2 separate regions of the Mus musculus genome follow, and region 1 is linked to region 2. A link is a contact called in public HiChIP or PLAC-seq data. All regions are on one chromosome and are shown on one strand. Each heading gives the region's core, a stretch centred on a gene start, on an enhancer-like site or on the middle of the called end of the contact. The rest is flanking DNA. Distances are from core to core; before and after follow the strand shown. Region 1 overlaps Fcrlb (Fc receptor-like B). Region 2 overlaps Gm7694 (predicted gene 7694).

Region 1 (7,646 bases), core at 810-3,309, 620 kb before region 2:
AGAACCGCCACCAAACAACAACAACAACAACAACAAAGGGGATAGGAAAAGTAATAATGGTATACCCATCAAAGTACATAATTAGCTGTGTCATATGGAGGATTAATAATCTTTCCTGGGCAGATGTTCATTTTTATTAAGCATTTAAAGAACACCAGTCAGTGTTTCAATTAGCATTCTACACTTGTAGAGGTTTCCTGTTGGAGGTCATTAAAGTGGAAGCACGGTTGGCCATAGCTGACAGACAGACTGTGGCACAGAAACTGCGACTTGCAAAGCTTTCTGGACACAGGGTCTCCTGCATATGCAGCCCAAGCATGCCTTGGTTTTCAACCCTCCCACTCCAGCTTTCCAAGTGCTGGGATTACCGGCATGCACCAGCATACCTGGCCAGTGGAATTCTCTTTGTTAGGGAAGAATAGCTACAATGAGGGCTGGAGAGATAGGTTAAGAATGAATCATGCTCTGGGACAGAACGGGACATCGGGTCATAACCACCTGAAACTCCAGACTCAGAGGATACTGCACCCTCTTCTTGCCTCCTCTGACACTTGCACATACACTCACGAGAACACACCCACCTGGACATGTACACACACCTAATTCCAAATGAATGAATGAATAGATGAAATAATTTAAAATTTTATGATACCAAAAATGGCATTTAGGATGCCCTAAGGATAGTGTCAGATGCAGTGATGATGATGGTGGTGGTGATGATGGTGGTGGTGGTGATGGTGGTGGTGGTGATGATAGTGATGATGGTGGTGGTGGTGGTGGTGGTGATGGTGGTGGTGATGATGATGGTAATCGTGGTGGCACATTCAAGACGCTGTAGGATATATCTAAGGCTGTTCTCAGAGAAGCTTCCTTCAGAAGATAAGGCCTAACAGGACCTACTGGTCTGAATTTAAGCTGAGAAGCAGTGTCTTTTGGGTTGAGGAAATAGCTTTACAAGGGCCCTGGGTTCTATACAGAACCTCCCCCCCCCCCCCCGAGCAGTTCAGTGTGATTGGGTCTAGCTTGTGTTGAATGAAAGGTGAGGCAAGCTAAAAAGAAATGGGGTCAGGGAAGAGGTTATCAGGGGCTAGGTCAGGAAGGGCTTGAAGTCATACTGTGGGGTCTATGGTTGGTTTTGAAAGGAGACTCTATGGGGCTGGAACCAAATCTGAGACATCTTTGCTTCCTTGGTATCGTTTTCTTTCCTCCTGTTTAGTCAGGATCCCAGGTGCTAGTCACCAGACCAGAAAATAGGAAAAAGTTTTGGTGACCGGTGGAGTGAAAACAGCCACAGGGATTGTGGGGGGATTGCGGGCCTGGGAGGCAGGGGGGGGGGGAGGGAGCGGGAGGAAGGGAGACTGAGAAGGGTGACCTGCGGAGCTGGGATTTCTTGAGTTGGGTTGGGTTGGGTTGGGTTGGGTTGGATTCATCTTATTGAGATTAGATTAGTTTCTTTGTGTAACTGCCCTGGCTGCCCTGGAACTTGCTTTGTAGACCATGGAGGCCTCGAACTCATAAGGATCCTCCTGCCTCTACTTCCCCTACTGCTGGAATTAAAAGCATGTGCCACCAAGCTCGGCAGAGACGGATTTTTTTTTTCCTGAAGAGTAAATACTATCTGTGGGGTCCATTGCAGACTGGCTAATTCTGCAAGTGCCGTATGCTGCGGTGTTCGAGGGAGAGCCCTTGGTGATGCGCTGCCGTGGCTGGTACGACAAAGTCGTCTACAAACTTCACTACTACCACGACGGCCAGGCTGTGAGATATTTCCACTCTAGCACCAACTACACGGTGCTGCAAGCGCGAGCCAGCGACAGCGGTCACTACCAGTGCTCTGGCACCATGCGTATCCCAGTGGAGAGTGCGCCCATGTTCTCCTCCAAGGTGGCCGTGACCGTGCAAGGTGGGCGAGACGATCACAGGGAAGTTCTAGGGCTGGAATCGGAAGGGGAAAGAGGAGGCTGAACCCCGCGGGCTGCTCTATAGGTGTCCCTTCCCTATGGCGTATATCCAGGTTACTTGTTCTAGCTAGGGCTCCCACTTAGGAGCGAGGAGTTCTTGCCCTGTCTGAAGGGCGTGCTACGTCACTACGCACTACGAAGGGGACCCGTAGCTGTCCCCTTCAAGTCTAGAGAATGCCAACTGATTGACAGCTAGGATGGAACTTTTATCACCTGTCAGGATTCCGCCTCCCCTCAAACTGTCTCCATCCTTCTCCGTGGCCTCAGTTTCCCCGTCCCACTCATTCTTTCTCCTTTTCCTTCTCGTTCTCTGGGTCAAGGAGGAACCCTCTCCAGATAAGGGAAAAAGAGGGATCCGGGGCGGTGGACAGGTTGGCCCTGGTGGGGGTCCCATTGCTCTTGCGGCCTACGAGCATCAGGGCCCTGAGGCCGCCCTCCCCGCAGAGCTGTTCCAGACACCGGTGCTGAGGACGTTAAGCCCGCAGGAGGCGCGCGGCCGCGTGGTGCTGCGCTGCGAGACGCGCCTGCACCCGCAGAAGCGGGACACGCCGCTGCAGTTCGCCTTCTACAAGTACAGCCGGCCGGTGCGCCGCTTCGACTGGGGCGCCGAGTACACTGTCCCCGAGTCCGAGGTCGAGGAGCTCGAATCGTACTGGTGTGAGGCCGCCACCACCAGCCGGAGTGTACGGAAACGCAGCCCGTGGCTGCAGCTCCCTGGGCGGGGTGAGTGGCAGCTCAGCATCACGCCTGCCTCCTGCATCCCGTGGGTCATCCCGCAGTCTTCCTACCTTCCCATCTCCGCCCTCCAGCCCCTGATAGCTCCGGCCCCGCGTGGAGCAGTCACGGGTGACCAGGCGTGTTGCGTTGCAGGCCCTGTCCTGGATCTGGCGTCCACCACCGCGCCAGTCGCACAGGCTGCAGCCTTGGGGCCGGGGGACAAGCCGCTTTCCTTCCGGAAGACCCCAGTGTCCAGATCCGTTCAGTCAGTCACTTCCATCCCGAACAGCACCTTTGCAGGGCTGCAGTTCCCCGCGGGCCATGTTGCCACCGCCGGGCCACACGCCTGCGCGCCCCTGCCAGCGTCCGCGGAGCAGTCGCGCGAAGCTCTTCAGCCCAAGGTGGACCTCCTGCTTCGCGAGATGCAGCTGCTCAAAGGCCTTCTGAGCCGCGTGGTCCTGGGATTAAAGGACCCACAGGCCCTCCATGAGCTTACAGAGACCCCCGAGACACCCAATTCTCACGTTACTGTGAACCCCGCAACCCCAGAGACCACTGTCATGGAGGGCCGAGTGGACAGCTAGGCTAGTGTCTTCTCTCCGGGATCTCTATCTAGCTTGTGTGCAAATTGGAGCCATGGCTGTTAGTGTCCCCTCCTGTTGCTGTGGTTTTGGTTGTTGGTTTTTAAAGTCCCGTGGTGCTGTGGATTTCCACTTTACTAGATAGCTTGTAGGCGAGTTTGACCTTGCAAAATGGTTTATAAATGCGAGCATCCTCTGTGGTATGTTCCTTCTATAATCCAGAAGTAGACAGCTGTTGTTTACTAGTCCAGTGTGGGTGACTTTTTTTTTTTTTTTTGTAATTGAATCCATTAAGGTTAATGAGCACTTTAAAACAATTTAGGGTCAGGTTGTAATTATTCACAATAAATTTACTCTTTTTTTTTGTTTTGTTGGGGGGGGTTCGAGACAGGTTTCTCTGTATAGCCCTGCCTGACTGTCCTGGAACTCATTGTAGACCAGGCTGGCCTCGAACTAAGAAATCCACCTGCCTCTGCCTCCCAAGTGCTGGGATTAAAGGCGTGTGCCACCACGCCCGGCTTATGAATTTACTCTTATATTAAAACAACTTTCAAAATCCTATTAACTAATGAGTTTATATCTTCAAAATCCCGAGTATGATTTCAATTGTAGTAAAGATTTTAGTGTGGGCTTCTCCCTTCTGGCTTTAAGGGTCAGATCCAGTGCTAGACTCTCCCCAAAGGTACCCTTTGTCCCCATGTGACCCGACAGAGCCACTCCGGAGCAGCTGAGCAGCTGCCATGCTAACCTTAGTGGAACTAACTTTACTCTATGTCGGGATCATATCCTCCTCACTTAAGCTTCACAGTAAAGGCTGAGAACTGGTAGCAACTCTACCCTTCCATCCTTCAACCTGCTTCAGTAGCACGTGAGGTCCCATTTCCCTCTGAGCAATTAACCACAACTGACATGTCTTTACATTGTGTGTGTGTGTGTGTGTGTGTGAGATCAAGCGTACCCACTTCCCTTGTGGAAGTCAGAGGACACTTGGCTAATTCTGAGGACGGATGTTCAGATCACAGGATTAGTTACCTGATCTACGGTGTCCTTGAGGTTCCAATTCCCAGCTCTCTAATGCAGGCTCTTCCAGGGCAGCCTTTCCAGTGTCCAGGCTCTTTTTGCCTTCTGACTTTGTTCTCCTAAGTTGTTTGCTATTCTTGATCTAGACAGGAAGCAGCTACCATCAGTGCCAAGAAGCTTAATAATCAAAATACCCATCATTCAATAACAATAATAATAATAATAATGACAATGATGATGTTGATAACAACTATATATAATTTTTAATGTTCTGGGCATGGAGGTGCATACCTTAAATCCCAGGGAGGCAGAAGCAGTCAGATCTCAGTGAGTTCAAACCCAGCCTAGTGTACATAGTGAGACCTTGTCTCAAAACAAACAAAACAAAGGAGGGAAGGAGGGAAGGAGGGAAGGAAGGAAGGAAGGGAGAGAGGGAGGGAGGGAGGGAGGGAGAGAGGGAGGGGGAGGGAGGGAAGGAAGGAAGGGAGGGAGAGAGAGAAAAAAAAAGAAGAGAAAGAAGAAAAAAACACCACCACAACAAATTAAATGAGTTGACCAGAGGCCAGCGTGCCAGCCTTTCCCTCAGTATACTTTGTTGGCAACCTCAACCTTCACTTTCCCATCTTACCATCTGCCTCCATTTAGCATTAGTGATGGAGGCAGATAGTAAAGAGGAAAATTTAATCATAGCCCAATTTACTCTGTGTAGAAGAGGAAAACTATATGCTGTGTCCTTTTCCCAAAGTCTCATATGGGAGGGAAGGACAAAGATCGCTCCCTCTGGGGTCTGTGAGGCTTTCTCAGAAATGCCTGCACCAGGGAAATCTAACTTCTGTTTCCGTTCTAGCACACATTCCAGGAACAGGCCAGCTACCCCAGAGCATCCTGGAACCTATTCCCCAAACTCTGAGATGACAGATGGCTGCTGATTCCTGGAGAGGAAGCTGCTTTTTCTCTGGTCCTCTGATCACTTCTGCATCTTAAATTCAGGCCTCAGACTCTAAACCTGGCACTTTCCATATCAGATGGCAGTAGGCATGGGTCCCAAATGTATCCAATGAGATGGCACAGAGGTCTCTGTCACAGCATCTCAGCCTTACTTTGGGCTCTGTCCTTGCTCAGTGCTTCCCACCTTTGTGGAGATCCGTTATTTCACACCATACTCTGTATTACATCTTTGTTGTTGTTGTGAGAATTTAAACAAAATTCTCCAGGTTAGAGTCCGAGCACGAAGCATTAACCTACCCTCAGCCATGCTGACCTCTGCTCTTCTCCCAGCACACTGCGTCTTCCATGTTCCTGGGCCTTTGAGCAGACTCTTGCCTTCTCCTCCATGGGAGCGCTGTGTAGGCCTGAGCTTCTGAGTTCTCTGGTTACAAAATGAGGGCAATGGCAGTAACCTTAACTGGGGTAGACAAATAAATGGATTCTTTAATTATTAGAGGTGTTCAGCTAGCGGATGCCTCAGTTCTTAGGAACCCAAGACAGGAAGGTATTCCAGAAATCTCTAGAGACAACTCTGTCAGTCCCTATAAGTGAACTGTTAGACTGTTTCTAAACTTTTGCTATTTTATTTATTTATTTTCTGAGACAGGTTTTCTCTGTGTTGCCCTGGCTGTCCTGGAACTCACTTTGTAGACCAGGCTGGTCTCGAACTCAGAAATCCACTTGCCTCTGCCTCCCAGATACTGGGATTAAAGGTGTGCACCACCACACCCAGCTAAACTTTTGCTATTTTAAATTGTCCTGCAGTGAATGTCTTAATGGTTCTGGGACACACACATGCACACGCACTTGAGTGTGCATACACACACTTTGTTGTTGTTGTTTGGTTTACGATAGTATTTCTCTTTGGAACCCAATGGGCCTGGTACTCAGTATGATGCCCAGGGTTCCCTCCAGCTCCCTGGTCCTCTTGTCTCTGCCTCCGCCTCCTCAGTGCTGGGATTCATACACCACTAAACCTGCGTATTACCTCTGTCGGTTCTTATCATGAGGAATTTACCTACAGGCCTTTTGTGTTTCTGGAATTTGAAACAAGCTTGGGAGAGAGATGACCCAAAAAGAGAAAATCGGCTAAGACAACAAAATAGTCAGTTAAGATAATGACTGGTTCTCTCTCCTTCAGAAGGACTCAGAGGAACAGGGGAACCACAAGGACAGTTCCCAAGAAAAGCCCCCAGATAGAACAGCACTTAGGCTCATGGCTGGGTTTCCTCAAAGAAAGGTTTTCTTCTCTCTCTCTCTCTCTCTCTCTCTCTCTCTCTCTCTCTCTCTCTCTCTCTCTCTCTCTCTCTCTCTCTCTCTTTTTTCAAACTGTTTGCCAGGAGTTGCAACTTAGAATCTCTTCTCCATCCAGTCTTTCCTGAATACCCCAGTTAGTCTGTGTTTGATTGAGAACATGACACCCACAGCTGGCAACAGTTCTTCAGGTGAGGTGAGTCTCAGGCAAACAGAGCACAAGAACAAAAGTTTATTCTTAGTTTTTACAATTAAGCAAACCCCACTTGTGACAGGATGTAAACACTGAGATTGCACCGGAGCTGGGTCATCATTTGCGGAATCTACAACGGACACGGTTGAAGTCACAAGGATACAGAGGGGATATGGAAGGAGGGAAGATGTGTGAAGAGATTTTTGTTTTGTTTTGGCCACAACTCTTCCTCACGCCAAGGAAGTATAGGAAATCAGCTGTTTCCCCCTCAAAGCCTAATGAAAAAAGAAACCATGGAGTCAGCAGACAGGTCTGAAATGTGAAGTTGGGAGTTGCAACAGGAAGTGAACCTGATTTAGGCTTAAGGAAGCTAAAGTAATTGACTATCAGATCGAAAGGCCTCTCTGGGAATCAGCCACACCACAGAATGTTGAAGCTGGGTGGTCTTTCCTCCCCAGCTCCATGCTCCCAGACTCAAAATATATTTACAAATGCCTTGGCCATATAGCTAGGTTCTTCTCTGACTAGACCATAACTTAACTAACCTACATTCTGTCATGTGCCTGTGCTCAGGTACAGTGTGTCTGTCTTGTCACATCTTCCCAGGAGAATCTCTCTCACCCAGCACTCTCCCAGATCCTTTCTGCCTACTGGATGCCCCACCTCCTATTTCCTGTTTAGGCCATCAAATTAATTATTGACAGATGCCAAATCCATACAGACACATGATATTTTCTCTACAGCATCCTGGAACTCTGTGATGAATGCAGAGAGAAAATGTGTCTCGATTCTTTTGCAATAAGTCTCCCGGGCAGGCAGAAAAGACACCAAAACTTGGGCTTAACATCTTGATTCTTAGAGGCTGGGGGAAGATGTGCAAATGAACATCTGGAAGACAGATGCATACTCCTTAGGTCCATAAGAATGTTTACC
Region 2 (7,292 bases), core at 4,300-6,799:
TAAAATGATAAATGTGTCTTGCTGGCTTGTCTTTTTTTCCTCCTGACTGGTGGAGAGTTCTAGAGTCCTGGGTGCCTGAAGGAAACCTGGGTGGGTGTAGAGCCATGACATCTTGCTTTGCAATCTGGCAAGACTGAGGAATGAAGGAGCCGGAAGAGAGGCGGAGGGGTTCTATAAACGAACCTCCATCTTGAGGCCTGTAGAGTAATGAGGACAAGTTAGGACAGACCATTTTTTATGTAACTGACTGACTGACTGCTGTAAGGGTCTCCATACATGACTGTTACTGTATCATCAACATGATGTGTACATATCCAGCCCTCCTTGGGGGAGATCTGTAAGGAAACACAATGCCCATAGGCTTCTCCTTGAAGATCTTACCCTAGGGTCCATAGCCCACTTCCATCATAAATGAGCAGAACCCCATGCTCATGTGTACATTCTTCCCCACAGAGACCAGAGCAACGACCTCGCAGGGAGTTAGCATCAGCAGCTATCAGCACAATACTCAAAGCTGTCGACTTTAGGGAAATTGCTTCCATGGCTGCTTTGAACTACAACAACCCTAGATGTCATTTACTGAGAGAATGTGACTTAAACAAGAGCTGATGAGGAGTCCCTTCACCATTAATGTTGTCAGATCTCAGGATCCGGAGGAGCCATGCCCTAGAGCAGCAGTTCCATGCTCTAGAGCAATGGTTCTCAACCTATGAGTCGCAACCCCTATGGGGGTCAAATGACTGTTTCATAGGGGTCACCTAAGACCATCAGAAAACAGAGATACTTAGATTACAATTCATAACTACCAAAATTATAGTTATGAACTGTAGCAACAGAAATAATTTTATGGTTGGGGGTCACCACAAACAGGAACTATATTAAATGTTGCAGCATTAAGAAAGTAGAAGGTTCAGTACTCTAGAGAATCAATCTATTGACTCTCTTAATAGAAAGAAGGTAGAGAGGAAGCAGGAGGCTCTGGAGGGAAAGGGACATCTGTTGTGTTCACACGGCCATTCACATTACCAAAGGAGGGAAAAATGGGTCCTTTCTGTCTAGACATTTGCTGCCATGACTAAGCCAGGGTTTGGAGTCTACAGTCCAGCATGCTGAGGCTCCTGGTTCTGTGTCATGAGCATCTTTACATGAGGGCAAGTCTCTGGCCTTTTCTGCATCTTATGGCTGTGGCTTCCAAGAGGTGGCAAAAGAGAAAGAGAGAAAGAGAGAGAGAAGAAAGAAAGAAAGAAAGAAAGAAAGAAAGAAAGAAAGAAAGAAAGAAAGAAAGAAAGAAAGAAAGAGAGGGAGAGAGAGAGAAAGAAAGAAAGAAAGAAAGAAAGAGAGAGAGAAAGAGAGGAGGGAGAAAGGAAGAAAGAAAAGAAAAGAAAGAAAGAAAGAAAGAAAGAAAGAAAGAAAGAAAGAAAGAAAGAAAGAAAGAAAGAGAAAGAGAGAGAAGGAAGGAAGGAAGGAAGGAAGGAAGGAAGGAAGGAAGGAAGGAAGGAAGGAAGGAAGGAAGGAAGGAAGGATGGACTTTTTAAGCTAGCTGGCTTTCCCCACTGCAGAGCACAGCTATGTTATTCCAGGAAAGCAGGAGTAACAAAAACCAACCCAGTGATATGCTATGCATGGGAAAAGGCGTTGAAAATACTTAACAACAGCAACATTTTTCTTTAAGTCTGTGCTGCAGTGACCATTCTTTAGGTGACCTTTTCTATTGGATGGCTTTGGGCTCTTCTTCTGTCATCAATCAGGTGTTAAAATGCGCCTGCTACATCATGCTCTCCTTTCCCACAATTGTGCAACATTTTTGTTTTATTTTATTGCCTATAGTCAAGTATGCAGAAATGATTATAAAAAAGTAGGGATTTTTAAAATATAAGTGTAGAAGTGGGTGTGCATATGACACTTTTTCAAAGCTGTCCTCTAATCTGGTCTAGAAACTAGAGGGGGAAGATGCATTTTAATTTAGACACTGGTGACAATACGGGGCCCTCTCTTAACAGTGGACGAGGATGCCATGCCTCTCCTGTAGGTACTGTGCTAACAAGATGTGTTAGAGCACAGACAGAATCACCCAAAGCAGGCCAATTCATTTCAGCTGCAAGAGGGCCCATTTCCTCTGGGCTTAAACCAATTGCTAAAGGACATTGACAGTCTAGGCTACTGAGAACTCTAGTTGGTTTGCTGGGTCAGTGCAATGCTAGTGGGGAACCCTGGTTGAAATTCTGAGCCTGCACCCCAGATGCTGTTCCCAACTCAGAGAATTTCCTATTGGTCAGCTTTCTCACCAGTTTTGGAATTAATCTGAGGTATGTGAATGCTAAGAATGTTCAGGAACTTTGTAGGCTTCCATTGTCTCTTCATTCCCTGCCATCCCAAACCTCTGAATTTCCAAGCCCGGCCTGGCCATGATTAGCTCTTGAGATTTTGACCCTCTGGGTCATCTAGGCTTCACTCAGCAGTGCTCCCCACAAGGTCCTCCAGGTTTATAACACCTCACATGAAGCACACCACCACCACCACCACCATGGCTCTCCTGGGAGTAGGGACAAGCACAGATTGATCATGTGTTCAGACTCACTATCTCCTAAGTACAAGTGGCGTGTCTGCTTTTCATCTCTCAAGAAAGCTTGCTTCAGAATCTTCCAGTTGTGCAGTGAAATCCCTGTGGAGGTCTTTCCCCCTCCGGTGAGCCTTCCTCCCTACTGTCATGTTCACCAGGGGCACAGGATGAAAGCCCAGTCTTCCCACCACCAACTTCGTACTAATGAGAAAATTCCTCCACTTTCGGTATCTAGGGACCGACCCTCTTGAGACACGAGTCTTTGTGTCCAGCTTATCTCCAGCTGCTGCCATGATGAATAGGCCAGCCCAAGGGAGCCTGGGGAAGCTCTACCCCCAGGAAACGTGGCTATTAATACAGACAGAGAAGCAGGCCTGAAGAAATATTTAAGGACCAACTGGAATACACCAGACTGCATTCTCTCCCGTGGGAGTTGCTTAAGTTTATGTTGGTTGCATGGAGCAGAAAACATGGCCTGTGTTTTCCTTTACTATAGGAAAAGAAAAAGGCCCACAAATCAAACCCCCCAGCAAACTGCAGCATTCTTCTCCTTTTACCATTTCAATAGTCAGCTCTTCCCAATGCCATCTGCTTAGCTACCTTCTTCCTTAAAGCATCCCTCTGTTTGCCGCCTTATCTGTCCGAAGCTTGTGCCTCTTACATAATCCTAGTTGGCTCGATCTGATGTTCAGCCTACACCGTGGGCCAACGCACTGCTCCCCAGGAAGTTTGGGATTGTCCCAGCCACCGAAGGGTAGTCAAGCCTGGACTTCCGAGGCAGAGGGAAGTAAGTCCAACCAGCTTGAGACATCAGCACTGTAGATGAGTTCCCAACACCTGCAGTTGACCGGCCCAGACTTCCCATGTGCCCCTTGGTTCTTCGTAAACTGTTTAGATTAGCCTTCGTGGCATAGTTAGTCCTGTGTGTTGTCTGGGACAAAGAGCAGAGCTGGAGAATGCTTTGTAGTTGAGAAGGTTTGGCTGGGGAAGCTTCATTGTTTGGAGATACTGTGTTGGCCTGTATGGGCAGCGACTGTGTGCATTACAGCTCACGTGTAAGAGTAGTTAGAGTATGGGTTAGGGACTTTGGCCCGGCCTCTCCCATATCAGTCAGTGACTCTGGGTAGTGTATGTTGTGACCAGGACTAGGGCCTTGCTGTGAAGTGAGATGTCAGATGGTTCTCTGTACTCTAGGTCACCCTCTGCCCAGCCTCAACCTACCTACTATTCCAAGCTTTTATGCTGCTATTTCATCTCTGCCCCAGAACCCCAGAACATCAGAACACCAGGACCCCAGGACCCATGGACCCCAAATTGCCCAGAATCTCTTCCCTGCCTTTGTTTTAGTTTTGGTTTTTGGAGTTGGGGTTTGACTACATAGCCTAGGATAGGCTTGAACTTGCAACCCTCCTGTCTCAGCCTCCCAAGTGCTGGGATTACAGGTAATCGCCACCACCACTGCCTCAGCTACACTTGCGCCTTCCTCCGATTTTGTCAGGCCTTGACAATTCATCCTTCACATTTCCACCGGTGTCTTCCCCTCCCTCTGTTTCTTTCTGCTGTTCCCAGTCTATTGTGAATGTGAAGTCACAAGGTCTGGGCCAGGCTGAGCTATATGTTCCCAAATAGCACCAATCAGCTGGGGGACCAAGTATGCAAACGCTTAAACATATGGAAAATATTCACCCTCAACATATGGGGAATATTCACCCTCAAACCCCACCCTACCCCATGCTGTGTGGTCATATAGTCCCAGGTGGTTTGCAGAGCAGTACAGCCTTTTGTGTCTCTCCTCAAGTCTCTGAGAGCTTTTGGGACAGGGCTCATACCATCTTCAGTTCTTAATAATCCATTTGCCATTCTAGGCCTTCACTGGTGGTTAATTGTATCTCTGAAGCTCCTATGTAGTTAGTCCAGCAATTGTTCTGATCAGTTTGCACATGCCCTCTCACTTGAATTTTTCTGGAATGCTATAATCTTATTAAGCCCATTTTCCAGACACAGATAAGCTTTTACTGTGGTCAGAAAACCCGACGTGCATGATCTCATTAATTCTCACATCTTGAGGGGAGCTATCTTGGCAGGACTGGGGGGGCGGGAGAGGTGGAGGGCTATGAACCATACACCTGATGAAAAGAAAAGTGAGCCCCAGAAGGCCAGGGTTATCATGTGTGCACGAGTGGGGGTGGAGGATGAGGGGTGGTGGAGATGTCACTCATCTTCCCTGCCACCATCCGGTAACTCTGTGCATTTCCATCACACCAGTCTAATGAGCAATTCCAGGAACTAGTCATGGCCTAGAAATATCTTTTTGAGTTTGACCTTCTCCAAGGATAAATGGAATTTCTCCAAACACTGATTATTCTTTCAAAATGGGAATTTAGAGACCCTTTTCTCTACCCCTTGTTCTTTTTCCAGAAGAGGGAACAGCAGACTATGTTTTTTAAATGGTGCTAGGAATTTCATGGAACCCCTATGGTAACACTTCAAAGTAAGAGACCTTATCCTTGTCTCCTAGGCCCCAGATCAAAACTTTAGGGATTTTAAGGACTTTGTCGATCATCCATGTCAGCCAATAACAAAGCTGCTGTTAGGGTCTCCACAAAACATTGATTTTCCAGGGTGTTTGTAAGAATCTGCGCTGACATGTAAGCATTTCCTCTTGCAGAAGACGATGGAGCCAAGAGGCAGGAGTGCTTACAAACCCCTGGAGGGACGGCTTATGTGCTTACCTGGTTATCGACTCCGAAGTTCAAGCGTTCAACTGGGCACTGAGTTCTGTTTGGCAAATACCTGCCAAGGAAAATCGGTCAGGTTTTGCAGCTACCATGGTTACTCAAACAGTGCTTGGGAAAAAAACACACACACAAAACAAAACAAAAATCCTTGTGGTACTATTTTTCTTGATGGCTGCCTGACCCCGTGTGGATTGATTTAGGATCGCAGTTTCTCATTCCTTCCACAAAAGATTTTTCATGACAAAAATGGCATTAATAAATGCTGCCCTCTGCCTAGAGTAGCTGGTATTTACACTAACATCATTCCACCCACGGGTAGTTTGTGGAGGAAAAAAATTAAGAGAGATGACACTTCTTAACTAGACATTCCAGATGAGGAGAGAAACGGATGGGAAGAAAGACTTTGAATAAAAGTATAGTGTCTGGAATGGCCATGCAGTCCTATAGTGCCTGCATGAGGGAATCTGGAATTTGAGAGCAGCTTGAGCTGCCTAGCAAGTTCCAGGGCAACCTTAGTTACATAGTGATTGAGGGTGTCCAAATGTTTGAGTTCATGATGATGCACACAGTTAGAGGTGGGGAGAGGGGAGCAGAGACACACAGAATTTCAAAAATGTATAATTGGTAACAATTCATAGAAATTTAATATTATAAACCCAGCTTTTAAATTTCCAGGAAAAATAACCAACTGTGAAGGAGAATGCAGTTAGTGCTTTCTCAGTAAGATGCCCATGCACAAAGTTAAAGGGACTAAAGTTAGTGACTTAGCATTTTTACATTGTGAGCTTTTAATCTACCATTTGCTACTTAGTTAGTTATCACAATGCCTAAAACGTATAAAATCTAAAAGACATTATAAAGTATTTAAGACTAAAGAAGGTTTATCACTCAAAAGATCAGCTTTAATGGGGATTCTAAAAATTTTCTAGGATACAAAAATTCCCTTGCAGTAAGCATGCTAGTAAGAATACTAATGAATCAGGAGGGTACTGTATACTTGGAGGTGCATAAGAAGAAAGGATGGGTAATTGACTCCAGAATTTATTGTCATTTAAGTGATAAAGGACACAAAATGAATGGGCTGAATTTTAAATAATATCAGAAAACCACATGGGATTAGTGATGGTCACAAGGAAAATGAGGATTTCCTAAATTGTAGAAATCCATATACTTACAGTATTGTAGGAAAATAAAAACCCAGAAATATAGGCTATAATGAGTATTGGGTAAACCAAAACAGTTCAATAGAGCTTTCATATTTAAAGCAATAATTCCTTCTTCTCAGTTGATAGCAGAAGAGGAGGGAAAAGGAAAACAAAAGGACAGTAAGTGGAAAGAATAGGGTGCTGTCTGTCTGAGGCCAGCCTGGGCTCCATAGGAAGACCCTGACTCAAAATGGATATAAATGACTGACTCTGAAATGCCTAAGATAGAATTGATTAATATCAAAGAGAAAGAGAAGACACAGAGTAATGAATGAGATAAATCTGTAAAAAGAGCATTAAAATAATAAAGAGAATGGCATGTCAATGAAAATGAAATGTCAATCACTATGGAAAAAATAATGGAAAAAAATCACTGCAAAACAAAAAGACCACACTGGTAAAATAATGTGATAAATCAATTTTTATTTTTATGTTTAATTAATGATAAAACCCTTCTCTTCATGAAAGGCTCACACTTAATTTTACAAACAAATACTAACATATTAAAAGAACAGCTAGGGAAAGGTGAAAGGTTTTAATTCATTTACTTGCTGTATTATGGTTTGGGGCTGAAATATTCTATGGACTGATGTGTTTTGTTAATTTGCCTTATCTTTTAAGATAATTTTTTATGTGAATGGGTGTGTTTGCCTCCATGCATGTCTGTGTATCACATGCCTATATGGTGTTCATAAAAGTCAGAAGATATTGAATCCCTGGGAACTGGAGTTATATATAGTTCTGAGCTGTTGTATGAGTGCTGGGAATTGAACTCTGAAAGTGTAGCCA

The links. HiChIP or PLAC-seq counts read pairs in DNA pulled down with a chosen protein or histone mark.
Region 1: an H3K4me3 HiChIP or PLAC-seq map of forebrain shows a contact between it and region 2, with 4 times the contacts expected there. The contact joins two enhancer-like sites. A contact is called at or near these places in 1 of 39 promoter capture datasets (hippocampal neurons), 1 of 484 Hi-C or Micro-C datasets (the G1E-ER4 cell line), 2 of 115 datasets of contacts at active chromatin or transcription factors (astrocytes and forebrain) and 1 of 9 other capture datasets (embryonic stem cells).

What each region holds. Positions count from the first base shown.
Region 1 is chr1:170,902,889-170,910,534 of GRCm38.p6, reverse strand. Fcrlb (Fc receptor-like B) reads left to right here. Exons shown (of 6, transcript NM_001029984.2): 4 at 1,637-1,903; 5 at 2,406-2,684; 6 at 2,832-3,262. The coding sequence ends at 3,262. Among named protein-coding and RNA genes, the nearest start is that of Fcrlb, 6.2 kb to the left of the region's middle. Within about 2 kb of position 2,059, at least 62 of the 459 cell types and tissues checked have an H3K27ac peak or open chromatin away from gene starts, as enhancers often do. A contact at or near this core is called in forebrain, where this site is marked.
Region 2 is chr1:170,290,923-170,298,214 of GRCm38.p6, reverse strand. Gm7694 (predicted gene 7694) reads left to right here. Exons shown (of 3, transcript NM_001198955.1): 3 at 1-22. Among named protein-coding and RNA genes, the nearest start is that of Gm7694, 12 kb to the left of the region's middle. Within about 2 kb of position 5,549, at least 67 of the 459 cell types and tissues checked have an H3K27ac peak or open chromatin away from gene starts, as enhancers often do. A contact at or near this core is called in forebrain, where this site is marked.